Regions from separate parts of the Mus musculus genome. Here region 1 is linked to region 2. A link is a contact called in public HiChIP or PLAC-seq data. All regions are on one chromosome and are shown on one strand. The core of a region is the stretch at or near the end of the contact, and the rest is flanking DNA. Distances in the headings are between cores, read along the strand shown. Region 1 overlaps Cdc42ep4 (CDC42 effector protein (Rho GTPase binding) 4). Region 2 holds the start of 2610035D17Rik (RIKEN cDNA 2610035D17 gene).

The links. HiChIP or PLAC-seq counts read pairs in DNA pulled down with a chosen protein or histone mark.
Region 1: a FOXA1 HiChIP or PLAC-seq map of pancreatic cancer cells shows a contact between it and region 2. The contact joins the enhancer-like site here to the promoter of 2610035D17Rik in region 2. A contact is called at or near these places in 5 of 115 datasets of contacts at active chromatin or transcription factors (T-cell acute lymphoblastic leukemia, embryonic hindbrain, embryonic midbrain and 2 more).

Annotation. Positions count from the first base shown.
Region 1 is chr11:113,729,413-113,735,686 of GRCm38.p6, reverse strand. Cdc42ep4 (CDC42 effector protein (Rho GTPase binding) 4) reads left to right here. Exons shown (of 2, transcript NM_001163346.1): 2 at 6,022-6,274. The coding sequence starts at 6,124. Among named protein-coding and RNA genes, the nearest start is that of Cdc42ep4, 19 kb to the left of the region's middle. Within about 2 kb of position 1,931, at least 184 of the 459 cell types and tissues checked have an H3K27ac peak or open chromatin away from gene starts, as enhancers often do. A contact at or near this core is called in T-cell acute lymphoblastic leukemia and pancreatic cancer cells, where this site is marked.
Region 2 is chr11:113,197,302-113,203,609 of GRCm38.p6, reverse strand. It overlaps 2610035D17Rik (RIKEN cDNA 2610035D17 gene), which reads left to right and starts at 1,772. Exons shown (of 3, transcript NR_015556.2): 1 at 1,772-2,319. It overlaps 4732490B19Rik (RIKEN cDNA 4732490B19 gene), which reads left to right. Exons shown (of 4, transcript NR_040276.1): 4 at 1-295.

The DNA.
Region 1 (6,274 bases), core at 682-3,181, 530 kb before region 2:
ACAGTGTCAAAGCTGCTGTAGCTCTGCTGTCCCTCAGCTGTCCCTCTGCTGCCCTTAGCACCCCACAACTTTTTAAAAGTTTCATAAAGGCTAGTGACTGTTCCAGAAAATACCAGATCTTTCTCTACTGTCAAAAGGCGGAGCGCTAGCTTCTCTGGGAGAGATGTGGCCTGCGGCAGGCTGGTTTTCCTGTCCTGATGTAAAAAGTGTTAACACTGGACACTTGGACGAAGTTAAGTTCTGCCTAGGGGCAGGTACAGTGCCGGCCCTGTGGAGAGAGGTATGTGTGTGTGACTCAGCTCTGGGACAGGATCCCTGGAGTCCCCATGGAGGCTGCCCTTTGATCTGCCACTGGGGACATCTCCACTCCTATTGGCCACAACTCTGAAACACTCCCAGGATGTCTTCCCCTGTGTCCTCCCCAGCCACACTCAGGTCTTGCCTCCTCCTGGCTGCAAACTCCAGAAAATAATAACCTTACTGAGTTTCTGTCTCCCCTCCCCCATGGCTTCCAGGTTAGCCGCCACTAGGAACTTCCCAAGGTTGTTGGTTTACATTACACACACACACACACACACACACACACACACACACACACACACACTCACTCACTCACCTGGCTTGTCCTCTGAGCATGTGGATTTTTGGTTCTGTCCCTTAAATACTACAAGCATGTTCCCACCCCAGAAATGTTGTGCGTTTCCTGTGAGCCAGGGTTTGACACAGCTGCCTTCTGGTTGCTCGTGGCTCCGTTCACAGTGCCCCTTCCTCAGAAGACCCTCCTCCAGGACCCCCACTTCCACTCTCGCTCCCATCACCTGGTTCCCTCTTTACACCGCACTCCCACCCCGCCTTACCCCCAACTCGCTGTCAGCTGTACCTTGGGAGTGGTAATGTTCTGTTTTCACGGCCTAGAATACGGTCATCCTTCAGTATTCATGGTGATTGCTCTCTGCGACCCTTCAGATACCCGAATCCCAGATGTTCGTCCCTGAGTCCTTTGTCTAAAATTGCATGCTTTGCATATAAGGTTATATATGCAACGTGTCTTCCTGTGTCCTTCAAGTAGGCTCTGGGTTCCTTGTATACACAACACCGTGTGAAAGGTTGATAGGCAGAGCTGAGCTATCTTGCTTATAAAAAATCATAAGGAAGATATCTATGCATGTTTTGTAGAGCTGTTGAATTCCCACCTGCAGAAGGCTTTCTAACTACGACTGGCTGAATCTTCCGGGGTAGAAGGAACTCTTGCAAGCACAGAGGGTGGGCTGGCTCTATGTGGATACTGTGGGGCTCTACAATATCACAGCAACTGAATGAGTGAGTGAAGGGTAAACAAAACCGCTTACAACCAGTCTGAACTAGTGGCCAAAGTTTCTGTGTATCCAATGCCTTCTTCTGTCCAGCCACATTGCCTAGTGCTGATCTCAAGAACCAGGGAAGTGTGGCTGGGTGTGGCTGCCCTTGGCAGTGGTCGATGAAGCATACGTAACTCTGTATACTGACTGGGGTGAGCCTCCGGTCAGCTGCAGAGCGAGAGGCCTGGCTGGCTGGCTGGCTGGCTGGCTCTCTCAGGAGAGTGTACCTCTGGCTCCCACCTAAGGCTGAGATGCCAGGGACAGGCCACTGGGCATTTGGAGTGGGATACATTGATGTAGTCTAACCTGTTTGTCAGTCTGCTGGCCAATCTGGGAAGGTATTGTTCACTGTTCATCTTGCCAGGGAGGGTGGTGACAGGCCCAGAGTCTTGACTGTGTGTGGGGTTGGTGGCAGGGCTTGTTGACAATGCCTTATGGGAAGGTGCCGGTGCCCTCCACCTTGCAAGCTGCTGACCCAGGAAAGTGGGATGTGGCCTCTGGAGTGGGATATCCACCTGGCCTCATGAGGCAGCCTGTTTTAGGCACTTCCCCCAGGGGTGACTCATAGTGTTTAGCAACACTCCTCCCAAAGCCACAGCCCCTGTGGTCAGATCCTTTCAGCAGTGAGCTGGAGGCCTCCCAATGCCAGCTCCTGGCAGGCTCAGCTTCCACCTAGATACAAGACCCTCACTCTCTGCTTCCCCTAAGGACCCTGACCATCTCCTCCGTCCCTTTAACCCTTGTCCGTTAGAAGCTTAGGTGACTCACTGTTGCTTGGGCCCTTGACGCTAACAACCTCAAACAAGTTTCTGGCTGAGTTTTCATTGACCTTGCAGCTTACTGTGTGCTGTGTCACAGGCATGCAAACTCTGAGACCCCAGATGAGGCCTCGGCTCACCCAGCCTTATGGGTGGTGGGAGAACTGGGGACGCTATCTAAGCTCTCTTGCTAGATATTGGAAATTGCTAATCACAAGCCGTGCAGCCCATACCCAGCCTCAGGAGCAAGATCACAGGAAACGGGTGGCATTGTGTAGACCTGTCACCGTTCTTCAGGAGGCAGAGGAGAAGGGGCACGAGGTCTAGCCTAGGATGATATTCGGTTATGTGGAGTGCCACAGTGATTGTCACTGCGTGTCATTTCTATCCCTATTTTTTTTTTTAATATCTCTACGGGCAAAGTAGTGCTAGGATTGGGGGTTGCTAACAGGGTGACGATGGATTCACCATTCCTTCTAACTGTCATGGACTGGGTCCTTGGTCCATCTGGGTGGCCAGGGGCACACTTCTGGAGAATCCTGGGCTGCTGTGGTTCCTCTTTTCTTTATAATGAGCACTTCAGATGGAAAACCACAGTATGGGCGAGCTTCCGAGGTCTTGAGGGGGATTCCTGGACTTACTGAGAAGCCTTTTCACAAGTCAGTATGATCTTGGGCTCCCCTCTGGCCTCTGCGTGCTCATGTCCCTGTTTCCTGTTTCGGGTGATCTTACATAGGAAAGCATTTCTCAGATTTGCCTCCCAGAGAATATGGAGAATGTGTGCCCTGGCCGTCTGGGATGCTGTGAGTGGAGGGTGTGGGGAATGGATGCTGTTAATGTCTAACAACAGAGGCCAGGGATGCCAACACGACCCATAGTTGAAAACTGCTTTGACTGGCCCCGAGCATCCTCAGGCCATGCTAGAATAACACGACTGTTTTTAGAATATGGAAGGCTCCCTCCTCCTCAGGGTAGGGAGGGCACTCCATAGAGGCAGTGAGCAGCGCTCTAGTAAAGGACCCAGAATCAGAAGAAAGCCTCAGAGGTGCCCACCCTGGGCTGGCACGGCTCACTGGGGTGTCAACCCAGCTGAGGCTGAGTCAGTGCTTCAGTAATCTCGCTCTCTCTCCCGTAAGATGGAAGAGTAGCCTGGTGTCCCTCCAGCAGCACGTGTGCCAGTCCAGCACTCGGAGGCGTCTCACCATCCGTCTCACCCTCCTGGATCACCTTTGTGATCATAGAGACCAGGCCTCCCTTGCTTTCTCTCTCCCTTTTTTTGTTTTTCTTTTCTTTCTAACTAGGGGGCAGGGAGTTAGAGGGATGGCCTAGGGGTTAAGAGCACTGGCTTTTCTTCCAGAAGACCCAGGTTTGATTTCCAGGACTTAAATGGTGGCTCCAGCTGCAACTCCAGTTGCAGGGTATACAACACCCTCTTCTGGCCTCCATGGCCACTGCATGCATGTGGCACACAGACATACATTCAGGCAAAAGACCCATACACATTAAAAAAAAAAAAATCAAACACATCACACCGCAGTCTGTGTATGAAGGTTGAAGGACTACCTCCCACCTACCCTTCCATCTTGTTCCAGACAAGGTCTCTGTTAACCATGGCGTAGGACAGCCTAGCTAGCCTGCAAACTTCTGTCGACCCTCTCTCTGCCTCCTGTCTCTCTGTAGGGCTGCTGGGATGCAGGTATATCTAGCCTAACCGATTCTGAGCATCTGGGACTCTCCTCATATTTGAGTGGCTTGGAGGATCTGTGACTCAGTCATCACACTTGAGTGGCACACATTTTACCCACTCAGCCATCTCTCCAGCCCTTTTATATTTTAGGCTAAAGAGCCTCCACATTTGGCTTAGGGTTCTCCCTGACTCCCCTTGGTGTTTGCTCTGAAACCAGCAGGGTGATTGCTTGGGGATGGTTAGGGGCATCCACTCTCCCTGGTGAGGGTGGTCATCAGACTGGATGGCTGTTTGGTGTGAAATTATAGACTGTAGGGAAAGAGTCAGAGGGCATAGAGAAGTCAAGCCAGGAGCCCAGAGGTTCTGCTATGGACTGAAAGGAGCTGACATGAAGGCAGAAGGGGAGAGATACCAGGGGCTGGGGAGCAAGGACTGGCCACACTTTACATGAGTGTTTGAAGTCCAGCTGTGTGGCACATGGTGCTAGACAGGATTTAGAACTGAGACCTGTTAGGACCCTCTGGAAGCCCGTAGCCTGTCAGGGATGTTAGCATCCAGCTGGCAGGGACGGAATGATGTAACAGGTGCCTGCCAGGGGATGCTGTGAGAAGCTGGTGGCCTGGAGGGCTAGCCCTGGCTATGGGACTTTCCTTGGAACAACACTGTCCTGGCTGAGGATGTTGGTGGCACTGGATGGTGGGGTGTTGGAAGAGGACACCCTTGCATCAAGTCCCAGAGTGGGGTGAGAGAGCAAGGGAAGGGCTGCTGGCTGGCAGTGACATCAAGGCCAGCAGCAGGGACGGTCCTGGGAGGTTCACAGGGAAGAAAGTGTCACTTGTGGACTTGTGGTCAGAGTTCCCTTGGGGGAGGGCGGAGTGGGGGTTGATTGTTTATTTAGCTAAGAAAGCAAGAACAAGAGTGTAAGAAATGCCAGCAGCCAGGAAGATCAGTTAAGCAACCGTCAGGGGCAGGTGATCTGGGATGGCCTAGCATGTGGCAGCAGAAGCAATGCAAGCCTCCTAGGCCTCTCTGAGTTCTGCAAGTGGGATAGGTGGGTCTGGGCAAGGCCTAGCGCTCTAGCTATCAGCAGGATAGGGAGGGGACAGACACCTGGAGAGAGACCCAGCCCCATCTGTCACACTCTGCCCATGCGGCTTATTAAATTCTTTTTGGTTTTTTGAGACAGGGTTTCTCTGTATAGCCCTGGCTGTCCTGGAACTCACTTTGTAGACCAGGCTGGCCTTGAACTCAGAAATCTGCCTGCCTCTGCCTCCCGAGTGCTGGGATTAAAGGTGTGTGCCACCACGCCCGGCGGCTTATTAAATTCTTATACCCCTCTCTCTCCATCCCACCCAGCTCTGCTGGGGAGAAAGAGCCTGGCTTGGGACACTGGCACAAACTTCAGTGGAGCCCTTGCCAGATACCTTGCCCTGACATCTCCCTGTGCTGTCCTCTGGCTCCAGGGTCCTGCACATCCCAAGATAAAGTCACCTGGCCCTAATAATAAACCAAGAGGGGTTTTTCCCCAACTTCATATTCCCAAAGGATGGGAGATGAAATCTGTTACACGGAGCTTGGAGCCTCACAGTGATGTCACAGGCAGGAGTCTCCACGTATGTGACACTCCCCCATGAGGGCTGGAAGGCCAGGGAGCTGAGCTGGTCCTGTGGGTTCCTACATACCCATCCCAGTTCTGATTCAGAGGGGGAGCCATGCTGGCCAGCTGCCTACATGTGTGGAAGTGACGGACAGCATTTGGGCTTGGCCTTCCCATTCTCTTCTCTCTGACTCAGGCTGAGGTGTTCTGCGGGGATTCCAGTTAGACAACAGGAAGTTCTCGGAGCTTGCCTGCAGACCAGTCGTCTGGAACACACTTGCTTCAGTACCTTCAGGACTGTAACTGCCGATTAAGGCAGTTTGTTCAGTGTTCCAGCTTGGGGGTGGGGCCTGGGGGGGGGCGGGGATTATTTTCCTCTCAAGTTTCAGAGAAAATACGTCTCTGGTACCAAATCCTAGCTCAACTTATAAATATTCTTCCGTGTTTAGGAGACATGGGTGAAGAAATGACGAAGTTAGGAATTCACTGCTGGTGATTTTTCTAATAGTTTTGATGGGAAAGCAGGGGTTAAATGGTTGACCTTTGGTGGGTGGATGTCTATTAACCTTTTGGTGGGTACCAGTCTATACTAACCCTTTGCCTCCTGTTCTCTGCTTACAGCCCTCTGATTGCCCTGTCTACCCTTTGCATTGCTGGACTTCAGATCTGACCCCATACCTGCCTGTTGCCTTGGGAGTGCCCAGCTCCCCCGCAGCCAGCACGATGCCCATTCTCAAACAGCTGGTGTCCAGCTCTGTGAACTCGAAGCGCCGCTCACGTGCGGACCTCACAGCCGAGATGATCAGTGCCCCGCTGGGTGACTTCCGCCACACCATGCATGTGGGCCGGGCTGGGGACGCCTTTGGGGACACGT
Region 2 (6,308 bases), core at 523-3,022:
AGCAGGGTGAATTTACCCCTCTACTCTCTGATTGTGGATGTGGCAGGAACAGCTGCCTAAAGTTCCTGCTGCCTTCCTTTTTCATTACAAGGGACTGTACTTGAAATGTGAAATGTGAGCTAAAAGAAACCCATTCTTTTTTAAGATGCTAAAAAACCAAACCCAACCCCTTTAATATATATATAGTATATATATTATATGTATATAATATATATTACACTGCCATTTCCCATTTTATTTTTATGTGCTCACCCGCCACAAAAAAAAAAAATAGAAAAAATAAAGTGTTAGAACCATAAAAGCGATTGGTTTTGCATTGTCTTTTGCAACTGTGACCACTACCTGCAGTTAGTTCTTCTTTCCGTTATATTTTGGGCTTTCTTGTTCTCTTTTCTTCACGTTATTCTGTGCCCACGTGTACTTGTTTACGTGTATACACAGAGCTTTGGCTAGGTTCCTCATATGAAGCAGATGGCACGGCTTTTTCTTTCTGAGATTATATGACCTTGCTTAATATTATCCACTCTAAGCCCATCCATTTTCCTGCAAAAATTTTGAAATTTCAGTTTTCCCTAAGAGCTGAATAGTATTTCATTTTGTATACATACCAGATTCTCATTATCCATTTATCTGCTGATTGACATCTTGATTGAGGCTGGGTTTTTTGCTGTAGCAAATAAAGCATCAATAAACACCGTGTGTGTGTGTGTGTGTGTGTGTGTGTGTGTGTGTGTGTGTGTATGTGTGTGTGTGTGTGTGTGTGTGTGTGTGTGTATGTGTGTGTGTATGTGTGTGTGTGTATGTGTATGTGTGTGTGTGTATGTGTATGTGTGTGTGTGTGCAAAAAACTCTATGGTAGGATATGGACTTCTCTGGGTATATACCCAGGAGTAAAATTTTGGGTCATATGGGCAGCTCTATTTTCAACTTTTCGAGAAATCTCCCAACTGATCTACCTGAACACTGGCTGAATTAACTCCCCCTCCCACCAACAGTGAGTAAGGGCTACTCCCTCTGCCCAGCTTCTCCAATGTGTCCTGACAGACTTGTCGACAACAGTAATTCTCACTGGGGTGGGACAGATCTCATCAGAGTTTTATTTTGCATTTCCTTTATTATCCATCTGAGTTCCCTTTCCTCTTGGCTTTCCTCTCTCTCTCTCTCTCTCTCTCTCTCTCTCTCTCTCTCTCTCTCTGTCAATTCAGTTCAGCTGCCCGTTTCTTGATTGGCAGTTTTACCTCTTTGGTATTTAATGTCTGCGTTTCTTTGCAAATTCTAGATAGTAACCCCTTGTAGCTGGCACAGATTTCCCCCTTCTGTGGGCTGTCACTTAACTCTACAGGTTCCTTTGCTTTCCACAGCTTTTTGTTTTCATGCAGCCTTGAGTTGATTTATTTACAAGGTGAAAATATGCAATCCAATGTATGACTTTGTCTCCTTTGTCAAAAATTAAGTGGCTGTTTAGTGTCAGTTGCTTTTGACAGTATTTTATCACAGCAACGGAAAAGAAACTAAGGCAACGAGATAACTTCTAGAAGAAGAGATAAATTCCAGAACAGAATGGAATCTCTTCGTTACAAAGTTTGCGAAGGGAGGTAGCTGTGGTGAGTCTACCCTTTGCCAATATTCTCCATGAGCGGAAGGAGTAAGAAGACAAAACTACAACTCCCAGGATACCATTCGGCCAATCGACCACTTTACTCCGCCCTCTGGCCGTGCCCACCCGCAAACCCGTCTCTATAAAAAAGGCTGGAATGGCCCAACGGCTCGCAGAGCTCAGTGGTGGCGCAGAAAGTGTTCACTTCTTCTGTTTCGGGCTGTACGCTGTGGTTCTGCGCCTCCAGGGCTTTGCTGCCTGGCGAGCGTCCTCCCTGTACCACAGGATCCTTGCCCGACTACAAACCCGAGGCTTCTATTAGGATAGTCTGGATTCGCCATAGGGGTTTCTCCTAGCGCGGATTGTGTGTTTGCGTTGGCGATGCTCATAGAAGAAAGGCGCAGAGCTGTACGAGGAGGCGGGATGCACGGGTCAGAGCCCTCGGTGGCCTCCGCCCGCTGCTCTTGGCGCCGGTCCGCTCCTGGAGATAGCGCGGCAGCCGCCTGGGAGGCGAAGCGCGTAATCTCCGCGCTACCCACGCGGGGCCGCGGCGTGGTGGCCGCACTTTGGCTTTGGGCGCTGGATGGACAGTGGGGTAAAGGGTTGGGGTTCCCCTAACGTGGATTACTTGGTGCTTATCAACTGGATTTAGAAGACTCTCGACCTGGTCTCCATCATCCGTGGGTTGTCTTTCCATCTCCCAGCCGCTCTTTCACCTGGAGGTAAGTTTCCCCCCCGCAGTGCGCAGTTGTGGATTTGATTTGCCCTTCTTTAGCCTTGTGTTGGTTTTTGAAGGTTTAAGGATTGACGTCCGGGAAATCATTTTAGCAACCCTCAGGTGGACCCTACTAGCTCAGATCTCTGTAGTCAGCGGCTGTTCTGGGCTCATCGTCCTGTCCTGCGGCATGGATAAGCCATTGGTTACCCCGCGCCAGGACAGAGAGCGCCTGCCTTCTTGGCACTTGCCTTTTGGCAGGGTTGGTCCTTTGGGACCCTTTGCTTTGCTAGCCATGCCTCTCCAGGAAGCTGCCCATTGCACGCAGCGGGCTGCTGAGGCACAGTGTTTGCAAGAGGCCACGGGGGCTGGGTAGCCGTGGGAGCGCTTGGTGGATACTGCATTATTTTCAGGACTGGGCTGCTGTGGAGTTGATGGAGAGATGGGTATTGGCCACCATGTGAGTACAGTTTACCAGGGCAGGAATTTGGTCCAGTGTTTGCACCTACCATCCTCCTCCTCTTGGTGTGACTTTTATGATGAAGAAGACTTTTGCCTTAGGTCTTGAGACATAACTGTAAATCATAGGAGTCAGTACTCAATAATAGGTCTCTCTCCTCCTTGTCCTTTTGTGATTGCGTTGTAGTAGGGAGGTTGGTACCTGTCACGAGGTTGTCTGAGAGTAGGTGTTTGTTGAATGAATGATAGAGCTTCCCCACCCTAAATTACACCAGGTTCCTCTGTTTCCTTTTCCCTCCTGGGCTCTCACCCTTAATTCCAGAACTTTCCCCCTGGTCCTGGTTTCCTGGGGACAATTTCCAGATATGGATTTCTTCTCCCCTCCCCCACCGATCCCTGTCAGCAGTCCTGAGGTGTTCTTTTGGAACGTGTGTGTGTGTGTGTGTGTGGTGGTCCATTTCCCACCCCAGAACTCCCTCCAACAGAGGAAGCTATTCAGCCAGGGACTGGCTTTGGTGAGTGCCCAGGAGCCCTGAGGTCTCAGTCAGCACCTGCGCAAGGAGGGCAGGCTAGGCAGCATAGGAAGAAAAAAAAATGTTTTAAATGAAGTATTATGAGTCTTGACTGTCCTGCAGAAACTGGGGTCCTGCTGCCCCTGGTTCCACCCAGGTGCTTGTGGATGCCCAGGCTGGTTCTGGACGGTTCTCCAGTAAGAAGCGCTGTGTATCTAGCATTGTGGCGACCGGACGCTTTCTGCCAGGTGCACGTTTCTGTAGTTTCTTGTTGTATGGGGACGGGGAGAATGGGTCCTGGAGAGATCGTCTGTGGGTCCTTGGTCAGTGAGACTGGTTTCAAAGGGCCTCTTCTAGGGTCAGGCTGAGGGTGTACAATCCACAGTATTCGTGACTTTGTTTCCTGTTCATGTGCCTCTCCTCCGATCCCCATTTATGACTCTCGTAGCACTACTGAATTCTGCAGCCACCAAGCAAAGGATTGCTACTGTCTACTGTTGGATACTTAGGTATTTCCAAACTTAGCCCCAGCAAGCAAATGCCAAGGCGGGGGAGTCCCTTAGTACCTCAGTATTTCTCTGCACTTGGGAGGACGCATCTCGACTGGTTTCTAGAGATTGTCCTCTTTAAGTCTGTCGATTGAACGTTGGAGAAGCCTTACAAGTGGAAGACATTTCCAAGAGGGTTTAGAGGCGAAGGGCACCACTCATCTCTCACACAGCCTTTCTCTTAGGGAGGGGACACAGAGGCATGGGGCTAAAAACCACGAAAAGTTCACTGAGCCTGCCAGGCCTACCCACTTCCAAAGAGTCGTTCAACACCTCCAACCTCCAGGACCATTGGCTTGACCTTCTCCTGCGAATTATGCTAGCAACTGCTTCAGTGACCCCGCAGGTCTGTGTTTGCTAGGCAGCAGGATTTAAACTACTGCCTTTTCTTTAACATTAACCTTTGAATTGAGCACGGATCTAGATTTATAGGAAAGCGGCAAATACGGCCTCTCCCGTCTCCTTTCCCCAGATTCCCCACATGTTAACATCTGGCTTGCACCATGGTGTATTGATCAGGCCCCCGGGGCACCAACAAGGATCTGACGCTTCTGACCCACGATTCCTATTACCCCATTGGTGTCCCGAGTGGGGCCCGAACTCATCCTGTATGCTACAAAGCCATCTTGTAAAAATGGAGACTGAGGGAGCACAAGAAGTGGGTGGCTTTTGTTCCCAGAAGGCCTGAAATTGAGAGGCCACCTCCATCTCCCATCCATCCCCACTGACCCATCCTGTCTGACAGCTGCTGAACAGGATCAGGACACCCCACCCTCCACCCCCAAGGACCCCATGGGAGGCCCAGACGCCAAATGAAAGAGCCATCTCTCCGTCCCCGACTTCATCGAACTTCCACCAGGCATGTTGTTGAGTGAAAATTGGGTTATTAACCGATCTGTCCCAACACGTTTCTGGAGGCAGGAGATGGATAACATCCGGTGTGCGTGAGAGGAGCCCATGAGCAGCCTGCCCCATGGTTGAGTAGTATGTGGTGCAGTGCTTGCGCAGGTGACTCACGACCCAGGAGTGGCAGGTGTGTCAGGCCCCTGGCGTGCAAACCTCGCTGAGGTCGAATTTCCTGGTCGCAGCTAAAGGGACTGACAGCCTTGCTCTCGCCTCAGAGTGGATTGAGGGAGTTGTGGTTAAGAGAGTCTGTCTTTCTGTAAGAGATTTCCTTTGGGGGCTGGGGAGCCAGCGTGAAGGACTTTGGGAATGAAGGCCTTCACATACAAGATCATGTGTGAGAAGGTTGATTCTTGGCCTGCTGAAGCCCGTGTGTTGTCTCTCCTCAGCAAAGGTCCTACAGTGAGCAAATTCATTTTCTCTTCCTCCAGGAAGCCTCTCTGACTTCCTCGCCCCACACAGCTCCTCCATACGCCTTGTGCAGCGTAGGGCTGCCTGCTTCCGGCATAGCTCTGCTTCTCCAGTGTGGAGTGACTGGTTGCACAGAGCATTGATGACATCTGTATGAGGCTCGGCAGTTGGGAGGTCCCTTCGGTCCCAGGAGAGCATACATCTAGGGTCTGGCTGTTGGACTTGATTTTTCTTTGAGGATCCGGAATGTCCCCACCACCTGTACTATTTGATTGTTTTTGTTTTGTTTTGTTTTGTCTTGGATAGTCTGGGTCTCACTCTGTAGTCCAGGCTGGCCTTGACCTTGAAACAATCCTCCTGCCTCAGCTGCTACACCCTGTCACCCTGTAGTTTGTAGTGGGAGAGATCTCTAGTCTCTGCTCTTCCTCCTGATGCAAGGCATTTCCTGTTCCCAGCCCACAACCTGGAAGGTCATCGCAGGAAGTATTACGGGAGAGGGGCAGGGGCGCAGGATGGGCATGGGGGTGGCTCTCCATCCTTGCTCTTGTCCCTCTCTCTCAGGACTTGACCTTGAACCCCGCCCCCACTAACCCAAGGAACCACAGCTCTTCCTGGATCTACCCAGGTCTGGTTTAGACTGTCCCCAGCCCTCTTCAATATGCCTTCAGACTGTGGCTTGCTTGAGGATGAACGGCCTGGAGACCTTGCTTAGCCACGTCCCCTGCTTGCCCCACCTTAGTTCTGTTTGGATTTGTCTGGGGCTCAGGAGGCAGCAGGGTGGGCTGTGCTTCTCACGTGCTCACGGGGACATTATACAGGAGAAGACAGGGAACAACTGCTTTTTCCTGGCCGCAGACCCCTTTGCTCCACCTCCTCCAGGCAGCCTCTGTGGGCTTCGCTTCTCGTATTCCAGTCTCCTTTGTTCTTGTCATTTGTTGGTATTGTTTTTTTTTTTTTTTTTTTTTTTTTTTTTTCAGAGACTTCTCAAATTTGTGTGTCCTTTGTCCGTAGCGAGACGGTTGTGCCGTGGGCGGGTACATAACAGGAAACTCTTTAGTGTAGGAACACATTAGATCTGCAGTCCGTCTCCCATATGTGCGGCCCTGGAAGCCTGGAAGGTGTCCCCCAACTGGGCTACTTTGCAACAGCGTCCACGCAGACCA